2 separate regions of the Mus musculus genome follow, and region 1 is linked to region 2. Evidence: chromatin contacts called from public HiChIP or PLAC-seq data. All regions are on one chromosome and are shown on one strand. The core of a region is the stretch at or near the end of the contact, and the rest is flanking DNA. Distances in the headings are between cores, read along the strand shown. Region 1 overlaps Cdh13 (cadherin 13). Region 2 has its middle 27 kb from the start of Gm39262.

Region 1 (4,823 bases), core at 1,515-4,014, 850 kb after region 2:
CTTCTTTGGCTGAATTCCATTCCACCATCAATGGGATTTTTTTCCCTGTGTGGTCACAAACAGCATCCTCCTAGCCCTTGACTATCCAGGCAAGAACCTCTTCATCACCAGCTACGTCAGACTTTGCCCCGGGGAGACGGTTTGACAAACACCCATTCCTGAAGCCACTAGGTTCCATTTGTCCTGAAGTTCATTCCCCTGTGGGTGAAAAATGAGAACAGTTGGACTTGTCTCTTGCTATCCTCACTCAACAGGCAGGACTAGTACAAGAAGGGGGCGGGGCTTACTATGTAAATGTGTAGTTACCAGTCTCCATGGTTCTGCCAGGGTGTAGCTGTCTATGCAGCACTGGAATTTCATTAAACAGAACTTGGCATTTGGAGAGAGAGATCCCAATGTCTCTTTGCCATTGCGATTCCCTATGACAGAAACACCTACCACAAGTTGCCGCAGGTTGCTGGGTAGTAACATGGTCACTGACAGTCAATGCTGCCCATGGGGTTCCTGATCATTAGTTGGGAAGCAGTCCCTTTAAATTACTGAGATTCATCCACTTATGTACTTCTCTTCCATGCTAACAAAGAAAAGAGAGAAATGTCCCCAAGTGTTAATGTTCTATCTCTGGAATTGAGTTATTTTTCCAAGGCAATAAAATTTGAAGATTGCAATTAGTTAACCATTATGAAGACAGATCTTCAAATATTTCTCTCACTGTGGTGACATTTAAAATGCTTCCTGCTCCACCAAACAGCCCATTGGATTTTTCTCTGTATCTTTTCATAATGGCTAATTGCTAAGCAATTGATTGAATCCCCCTTTGTTCCTGTGTAATTTACTAAGTTGGCCAGAACAAGCGGCTTGACCATTTCTCGGCTTGCTCGTTTTGGTCACCTAGAGGGCAGGCTTTGGGCTAGAGATATGCTTATTTGGTTAAATTCTTGTAGACCGTCGATCTGACTATTTAATGTAGTGACTTAGGACAAAAGTTCAAAGGACACGCATATCTAAGTGTCCGCTGGGGAGTCTCTTAGCCTGCCTAAGCCTTGGGTTTGGACTTGGAAGATAGAAACAAGATTCTACCTCATACCGCTTAAGGAAGGGTCATAAGATGTGACTGCTTGTCAGGGCTCAGCCCCCTGTGTAAGCAACATAATCTATCACGTGAGTTGGCTTTTTAATAACATTTTTTATTCTTTGCATTTCATGCATTTATATAATGCACATTGACCATATATGTCACCTCCTGACAATACCCAGTAAGTGTCCCCATCCCAGTTCCCTACCAAAGTCATGCTAGGTACTCTTTTTATTTATTTCTTTCTATTGTTAAGAACCCCCTGAGTCAGGATCTGGAGAGGCGGCTCAGCAGTTGAGAGACACTTATTGTTCTTGCAGCAATGTAGGTACTCTCAGTACCCACACTGGGTGGCTCACGACTGCCTGTGACTCCAGCTCTAGGGGATCTGACACCCTCTTCTAACCTCTGTAGGTATTACACACACATGCACAACTGCATCCACAAATACACATAAATTTTAAAGATTAAATGTGTGGCTCATACTGGGCCATGAGGAACCTACCAGTGGTCATATCCAGAAAAGAAGGCGATTCCCTCCCTCAGGTGCTATAAGCTGCCAATAGATCCACAGCCAAGAGTGGAACTCCAACCCCTCCCCCCACCCATGCCTGCTGCAGTGTTAACTGTTTCTTGTGCTGATCATGTGTAGGTAACCAGAGCTGCTGCTGTGCACATCAACTTCAAGAAGTTTGTTATTTTCTCTGTCAGCTGCTGATGATGCAAATTTATAAGAGCTTGGACCAAATCCTTAACCTCTGTGCCTCAATTTCCCCAGTGGGCAAAATCAACGTAAGAATGCCACTGCTCATGTCTTAGGTTTATCTGATGGTGGGAGTTGAGGGGAACATGATGAGGGGTGGGGTGAAAGGGGACAGTGTGAGGACAGTGAGGGGACAGTGTGAGGACAGTGTGAGGACAGTGTGAGGACAGTGAGGAGACATGAGGATGGACCCAAAGGAAAGTTCATGGGTCGCCAGGCATGACCTGTATCCTGCTGCTGGGCACTCTTTCTAGAAACTTCTCTGCCTTCTGCCCTCCCAGAGAGTCTCCTCAGAGTCTGATCTTGGGGATTAGCATTCACAAATGCAGAGTGGCTGCCTCACATGCACAGTGGTATTCTTCAACACTGACAGTCCATCCAGCCATGTCTGCTACGTGTTAGGAGCCATGGTGAAATCGTCTCTATAGAGGATTGGGGCCGGGCAAATAAAGGGACAAGGGATGTCAGCCCTGAGCTGAGGAGTTGCCACCTTTGGAAGGGTTCTCTGAATGATGCCAGTGTGTGTTTTCTCACTTCTAGATGTTATCACAGGATGATAGGTAACGGATGCTGCTTCCCCCAGTCCCCGCCCATCTCCCACATAAAAGAGACATCACACTTGGAGAAAAGTAATTTCCCCAGAGCTGAGTCCAAAGAAGAAACATAAATCCGGGTGGCGCAAAGGAACAGGATCAAGGTCTCCTTAGCCACAGCCACCTTCGTGAGCGTAGAACTAGCGACTCCACGCTGCTATCTCTAAGGGGGAGGGTTGAGCTGCAAGTGTGTGTGTGTGTGTGTGTGTGTGTGTGTGTGTGTGTGTGTGTGTGTGTGGTCACGAAGCCTCCTGCAGTCTTAGATTCAGGGAGTTGGGCGTGGGGGCTGACTGTTCCCTTACTTTAGGTAGCCTGAGCTGTGTATATCAAGGAGGCATGCCCAGGCACGTGCCCAGGGATCTGAGGGGAACAATTGTTACACATGACTCACAGGCAAGCGTATCTCAGAGGTGGGGATGTGGTTTTATTTGCAGTTTCCATGGTATAATTGTCTTCATCCCCAAACCACAGAAACCACTTCAGTGAAACTGAAGAAAGACGCTGGTGTGCTAGTATATGCATGAAATCCAAGTGCTTGGGGGATGCTGAGACAGGAGAATGAGAACTAGAGATCATCTGAGCCCCTGTCATGGGGTGGGGAAGAAATAGGGAGGGGGTGAGGAGGGAGAGGATCAGGAGGAAGAGAGAGAGAGAGACAGCAGGCACTCTGTGGCTGTCTGGCTCCCCCCCCCCCCCCCCCCCGGCGGAGTGAGGGTGTGTGCATCTGCAGATAATACTGCGAACAGTATTGCCAGCATCCAGGGAGGTGCAGAACCTGTGCTGAATGGCAGGTGACAGGGTGTCCTCAATGGCAGCTCTCCCCTTGCACTGCTCACCCTAGTCCCCCTAGCAAGTCTCCTGTGGGTACCAGGCCCTCCTCACATCAGAGAGAGCTGAGGCTTAGAGAGATTTAGTGACGGTTTCTCCGAAAGTGGATAATCGAGGTATGAATAAGAACTTGAACCTGAAGCTTGAGCCCGATGCTCTGAACCCCACCTCCAATGGATGATGCACAGAGGGCTTGATTCCCCTCCTCTGAACTGGGAGGGAAGCCCACTCTTTCCATGTAGAGCCTGTGTTCTCTGTAGGATGGGAAAGCACAGGCACTGTGTTTCAAGGCAAAGCAGACAGGCCCTGCCCCTCACTCCGAGCAGTCCACGTGTGCAAGAGTGCTGCTCACACGCAGAGCATATCCGTGCTCTCTTTTACATCACAGCATCGATTTAGTGTTAGATCTGCCCCTCTAGCTTAGATCAGGGTCGGCCCCCACACCAGAACCGGGGAGGGCCAAAGGGAAGCATTCAGCCTGAGGTCCAGCAGGTCTCAGATCTGATGGACAGCTTTGCCTGAAAACCCTGCTCTACTAGTTAAGGTTCCGCCTCCATCTTTGGAAAGTGAGGCTGACACACAGGCTGCTTGGATTACAGAAGTCAGTGTCAAAATATAAAGCAAGGCCCCTGGGAAGCTGTCTGCCCCACAGTGCTGATGCTGTCCCTTCTGTTTGCTTCGTCTCCCATGGAGTCCAAAGGGACTGTCAAACAAGAACCCTGCCACAGAGCCACAAGCTCAGTCCACACTAAGATGGCTGAGATGAGGCCAGCAGGGCTCACCACTCCTCTCCCGTCCTCACACAGCGATCTGGGGAGCCTGAGCTTTCTGTTCTCACGCTCACTATTAAGGGCCCAGCCCAGCACAGTTTTTAGAGGCAGAGGCTTTGTTTTCTTTTCTCTCCCCGGAATGTGACTTCCATTACAGGAAGAGGCAGAAACTTGATTAGGAAGGATGGAAACACAAATGGAACCGTGTCAGGTCTCCCAGCAGCCTGAGCTATCCCGCGCTGACGATGGATATTTCTCACTCCATTCAGGGCTCCCTCAGATGACAGCCATTCCCGTCATCGTCAAAACAAAAGGCAGCTCGATGGGGCTGGTCAATCCGTGCCCTTTGCTTTTCTTGGATAAAAAGAAAATGACTTAACTAAATCTTCTTTTCTTTTGGATGAAAAGGAACTTTAAGGAAAAGCAGTTTAGTAGCAAATAACTGGCTTGAAGATAGAAGTGGGCTCCACTTAGCCACCTTCTCAAGTTGGATACAGGGGGAGGGGGGGGGAGTACCTGAGAGCAGGTTTGTGGCAGTAACAGCATCAGGCCAGCCACCACCAACACAGCCATTGTCGTTTGCAGAAAGCATGGAAGCTGCAAAACTCTTGTCTCTGTAGCCTCCCTTGCCATCACTGACAGTCTCCCTCCCTCCCTGATATACCACATCGTGCCTCACTGGAATTTCAAGCTAATGGTGGTAGTCTTTTTCACATACAGATAGCAAAATCTGTGTAAGGCTGACTGAAGAAGAATAACCATAAGAAGATGAACCCTTCTCAGTGTTTGAGTCT
Region 2 (4,737 bases), core at 1,650-4,149:
AGTGAAGTTCATCTCATTGTGAACATAGTTTCTTTTGGCAGAAAATTCTTTGCTCTTGGCGTTGGCACTCTCTTCAAGAGTAAACTGAAATAACCAGACACTCCAATTCCTAGCAGTCTGCACAAGTGAGCTGGAGACCTGTGTTTGTGCAAGGTCTTACACACAGGTGTGCGTAGCAGTGTCAGCATAAATACAGGGCCCAGGAACAACTTACTGCTCATCAAATGATGAGCAGACTGAAAACCATCGACTCATACAATGAAACATTATTTGTCAATAAAAGTTAAGTGCTGGGACATGCTACAGTGTGGATAGATCTTAGACACATCCTGATAGATAAAAGGAGACAACCACTGAATGAAGACTGCTTGTTGCTGGTTCCATTGGCATTGCATGCCCAGGATAGACACAGCTGCACACCCAGAGCTGGTCAGTGGACTTCCAAGGGCTGCAAAGAAGGAAGAAGGAGGAGGAAGTATTCAGGATGTGAGTTTTCTTTGGGGAATGAATAAAATGTTCTAGAATTAGATGGTAACTATTGTGTATCGTTATGAATACCATAAAAACCACTGAATTAAGCACAGAATGTTGTCTGTGTTTTATGGTATATGTTATGTCTCAATAAAAATAATTCAGATATAATAATCTCTCATCCCACATTTTAAACAAAGGATTAATTCAGACAGGTTTATATGTATTTGAAACACACTGGCTCGTCAGTGCAGATGTTCCAGTTCAAGATAAGCAGGTCAGATCCCTTCAATCCTCTTCCTCCTCCTCCTCCTCCTCCTCCCCCTCCCCTTCCTCTTCCTCCTCCTCCTCCTCCTCTTCCTTTTCCTTCTTTTATTTGGAGTAGGGGGGCAATGAACCAATGGGTTTAAAAGGCTTAGTTATAGGAACAGGGCAAGGGCTTGCTTACAGAAGCTTGGGCAATTGATCACCAAAGTAAACGTCTTTGCAAGTATTAACTCCCTAGTGATTCTCCGCCACAGATGGACGGGGCCCTGTGAGTACCTCCCACCTCAGAAGACTGATAGCTGAATCTTTTGCTGATCTCGGGCAGTCAGACACAGTTGTGATGGTTCAACAGTGCAGTGGGCGCCTTCCCTACATGAACTATATAGCCATGATCCACATTGATTCCGTTCTTTCTTACTTGCCCCGATTAGACAATCCTGGTCTTAGAGTGTGCGCCACTCCTAGGCCTAGCACTGTTCCAAATGCAGACTCTGTAGGCTACTGCAGAGTACCCGCCCCACCCCCACTGCCATAATCCCGGCCTATTCAGCCCACATAGTTGGCATTCAAGGATTGTACATTTTAGTTCTGAATTATTATAATCTATGATTCATTATTTTTTTTCTGAGAAGCACAAAGCATAGATTTTTTAAAATTATCTTTGAAAACTTCAAATTTGAATGCTGGATGGAAAAATGAAAAGAATTCAAAAGAACAAACCGTTATTGCCCTTGGTAGATTGTAAAAATCACTCTGATCCTCAACTCTGCTGTGTGTCCTTGCTGCTGCTGTTGACTCTGAAGCTTTTTCTACCAAGGGGAAAGCTGCACACCTATCTCTTGGATCCAGGCTGACCTTGCAACTTTGTACATGAGAATGTGGCAAATCTGCCAGCAGGCAAGGGGACCTTCCTGCTCTGGATGACCGTGCTCTCCAGTTGGCGTGAACAAATGCAAACATGTTTCTGTAGGATGAGATGAAGGTCACCCGGGCGTGCATGTTGCGACATCACTCAGAAGGGCATCTTCCAAGCTGACCAGATGCATGCGGACCCCAACTGAGATGAGAAAAAGCACCCAGTTGGTTCCAGGCCAAACTGTCAACCCACAGAAATGTGAGCTAACTAAAAGACTGCTGTTTGAAGCTACTAGGCTTGGGGCATGTTAATTATATGAGAAAACTTAAATGAAAGGGTTTCCCGTCTGTCAAGGGTCCAGAGACATGAAAGAGTTCCTGCCCTTAATAGCAGAATCTCAAGTCACCAGGTGCATGTTTACAACACAGCCTTGCTCCACCTTAAAGGCTGCAAAGAGCTGCGGATAGGAAGCCGTGTAAAGGGCTGAGCTCATGAGTGAAGAACTGGTGGTCCCAGAGAATGTTTGTCATGCAGTCAAAATTAGATATGCCAAGAGAGAAAACAAAGGTGAGGTGAGTGAGTCCGAGCCAGAGCCAGCTGAAGTTACTGGTGGTTTCCCTGAGAGCTTTCGAAGTGACAATAGTAAAATACTTAAAACGTCCATAGGAGATGAGTAATTTAGTGAGTGATGGGGAATTTCATGGCGGAGCCTTTAAAAAGAGACAGATCGACAGCCACGCCTGAGAATAGTCAAATTAAAAAAGTGCAGAGTGCAGATGGACACCGCAGAAGAAAGGAGCTTTGAACGTGAAGTCAGGCCCTTGGGAGCCAGAAAGCTGAGAGAGAGAGAGAGAGAGAGAGAGAGAGAGAGAGAGAGAGAGCAAGCCAAAAATAAAGGGAATGGGGGTAAGAATGGAGAAAGGAAATTTAGCATAACAGCAGTAGTCTTTGAAGGGGTATCAGATAATGAAACAAGCCCTTTGCTTTTCCTTCCTTTCTTCCTTTCTTTCTACTTTTTATTTTTTTATTATTTTTTTATTTTCGAGTGCAGGTAGAGAGGAGAAGTGGTGGCAGGTGAATAGCTGAAACAAAGTGTGCTGGATGAACATTTGAAAATTGGATCCCAGCGACTCATTGTTACAAGAAAATTTCAGTGAACACTAAGTAGGAATTTTTTTCTTTTTAAGAGAAACTTATCTGTAACATTGTAGTCAAGCCGATAAAAGCAAAAGAGTTAAAGGGAAGCGGTGAAGTTAGCCCGAGAGGAAAATGAATGCCTGTTAGATACAGGGGCACCGTTAAGAATCAGAGCAGACATTTCAGCAGAAACAATGCGGCTCCAAGACAATGGAATGGCTTCTTTAGAGAGGGCTGAGATACTAACAAAAACTCTCAACCCAGAACTCTGTATCCAGCAAAAACATACTTAAAAGTAAAGTCAAACTAAAGGCATTTTATTTGATGAGGATAAGAGAGAATGCATGGCCAGCAGATTAGACCTACAGGGGATGGAAAAGAAACCCTCCAAGCTAAAGAGAAAGGATGCCAGATGGGAACTCAGGGATTCAGGAAGAACTGAAGAGCCCCACAAAATGTCCAAGTGTAGGTAAATGTTAAACCTGAGTTTTGGATTTCATTTTTTAGAGATAGTCTTCTTATGTAGTTCAGGCTAGCCCGGAACTCACAATCCTTCTATCTCCAACTTCTGAGTGCTGGGATTGCAAATGACCACCACAGAACCCAGGTAGAAAGTGTTTTATTTAATTAGTTAATGCGTGTGGATGTTCTTGTGTGTGTGTACAAAGGAGTGTGTAGCCTTGGTTTACATGTGTGTGTGGAGGGCAGAGGTCAGTAACTTCTTCACTTTGTTTTAAAGACAGGGTCTCACTGGGCAGTGGTGGCACACGCCTTTAATCCCAGCACTTGGGAGGCAGAGGCAGGCAAATTTCTGAGGTCAAGGCCAGCCTGGTCTACAGAGTGAGTTCCAGGACAGCCAGGGCTATACAGAGAAATCCTGTCTTGACCCCCCCCCCCCCCAAAAAAAAAAGACAGGGTCTCACACTGATTTGAAGCTCGCCAGTTTAGTCAGATTAGCTAGCCAGAGAGTTTCAGGAATCGTCCTGTCTCTGCCTTTCAGGGCTGGTATTATAGGCATGTGTCATCACACCCCGATTTTATCTGGTTGTTAGGGATTTGATTTCAGGCCTCTATGTATGCACAGGAAAGCATTTTACTGCCTGGAGCAAATTATTTTTATGCATACAAAGTATATAAAGGGATATTGATATTTAAAATGAAAATAGCTACATGTTATCTCGATCTTTGCTATAAATGTAGAAAAAGATATGCAAAACAGCACAGAGGGCGGGGAGGGGTAGATAAGACAGTTCTTTCAAGAGCACTTATTCTGAGTGAAGTGGTAGAGTAATTCAAGTTAGTAAACACTCATTCTCTTCAGTATAGTAGCCAGCCGGGGGCCACTGAGCACTTAAAATACAACTATCGATCCCCCTCAAACAAGACTTATGGTTTTAACTAATCAGAGTTCAAATGAGAACTCAAAGTGAGACTGCCTTTTCCTCTTGCAACATTCGTTTTGCTGTGGCTTTTCTGTCAGAACTATTGTCATTTTAACTGTGGGTATAAAATGAATATTAGATTTCAAGACTCAGCATGAGGGAACTTCCAGAATATACGATCTCTCAGTACTATCTTTTATGTTTGTTATTTGTTGAAATGTAGTATTTTTGAGTATGTTGGGTTTGCAGTATTTGTCGTTAATCTTTGCGTGTCTGTTGTGTGTGTGTTTGCCTGTGTTGTATGCTTTCCTATTTGTGTGGGTGTAGACAGATGGCTATGAAAATGTACATTCATGGTTGGGGAGGTCTGAGGTTGGTGTCAGGTGTCTTCTTTGGTTGTTCTTCAGTTTATTTATTGAGGCAGTATCTCTCACTGACTCTGGAGCTAGCCCATTCTGGTTAATCTAGTTTGAAAGCCTCTCATGGGGATTGCTTGTCTCTGCCTCCTGAGTGCGTAGTTCATAAGCACGTACTGTGCTCTTGTTTTAGGAAACCTAACTCTGGTCCTTATTGCTTTCACGGCAAGGACTTCATCTACTGAGCCATCTCCCTATTCCCAATAAA

The links. HiChIP or PLAC-seq counts read pairs in DNA pulled down with a chosen protein or histone mark.
Region 1: an H3K27ac HiChIP or PLAC-seq map of extraembryonic endoderm stem cells shows a contact between it and region 2, with 16 times the contacts expected there. The contact joins two enhancer-like sites. A contact is called at or near these places in 2 of 484 Hi-C or Micro-C datasets (embryonic stem cells and extraembryonic endoderm stem cells) and 3 of 115 datasets of contacts at active chromatin or transcription factors (extraembryonic endoderm stem cells, stem cell-derived neural progenitor cells and trophoblast stem cells).

Annotation. Positions count from the first base shown.
Region 1 is chr8:118,827,672-118,832,494 of GRCm38.p6, forward strand. The region is part of intron 4 of Cdh13 (cadherin 13); the gene reads left to right. Among named protein-coding and RNA genes, the nearest start is that of Gm31893, 230 kb to the right of the region's middle. Within about 2 kb of position 2,765, at least 34 of the 459 cell types and tissues checked have an H3K27ac peak or open chromatin away from gene starts, as enhancers often do. A contact at or near this core is called in extraembryonic endoderm stem cells, where this site is marked.
Region 2 is chr8:117,972,817-117,977,553 of GRCm38.p6, forward strand. No RefSeq gene overlaps it. Among named protein-coding and RNA genes, the nearest start is that of Gm39262, 27 kb to the left of the region's middle. Within about 2 kb of position 2,900, at least 1 of the 459 cell types and tissues checked has an H3K27ac peak or open chromatin away from gene starts, as enhancers often do. A contact at or near this core is called in extraembryonic endoderm stem cells, where this site is marked.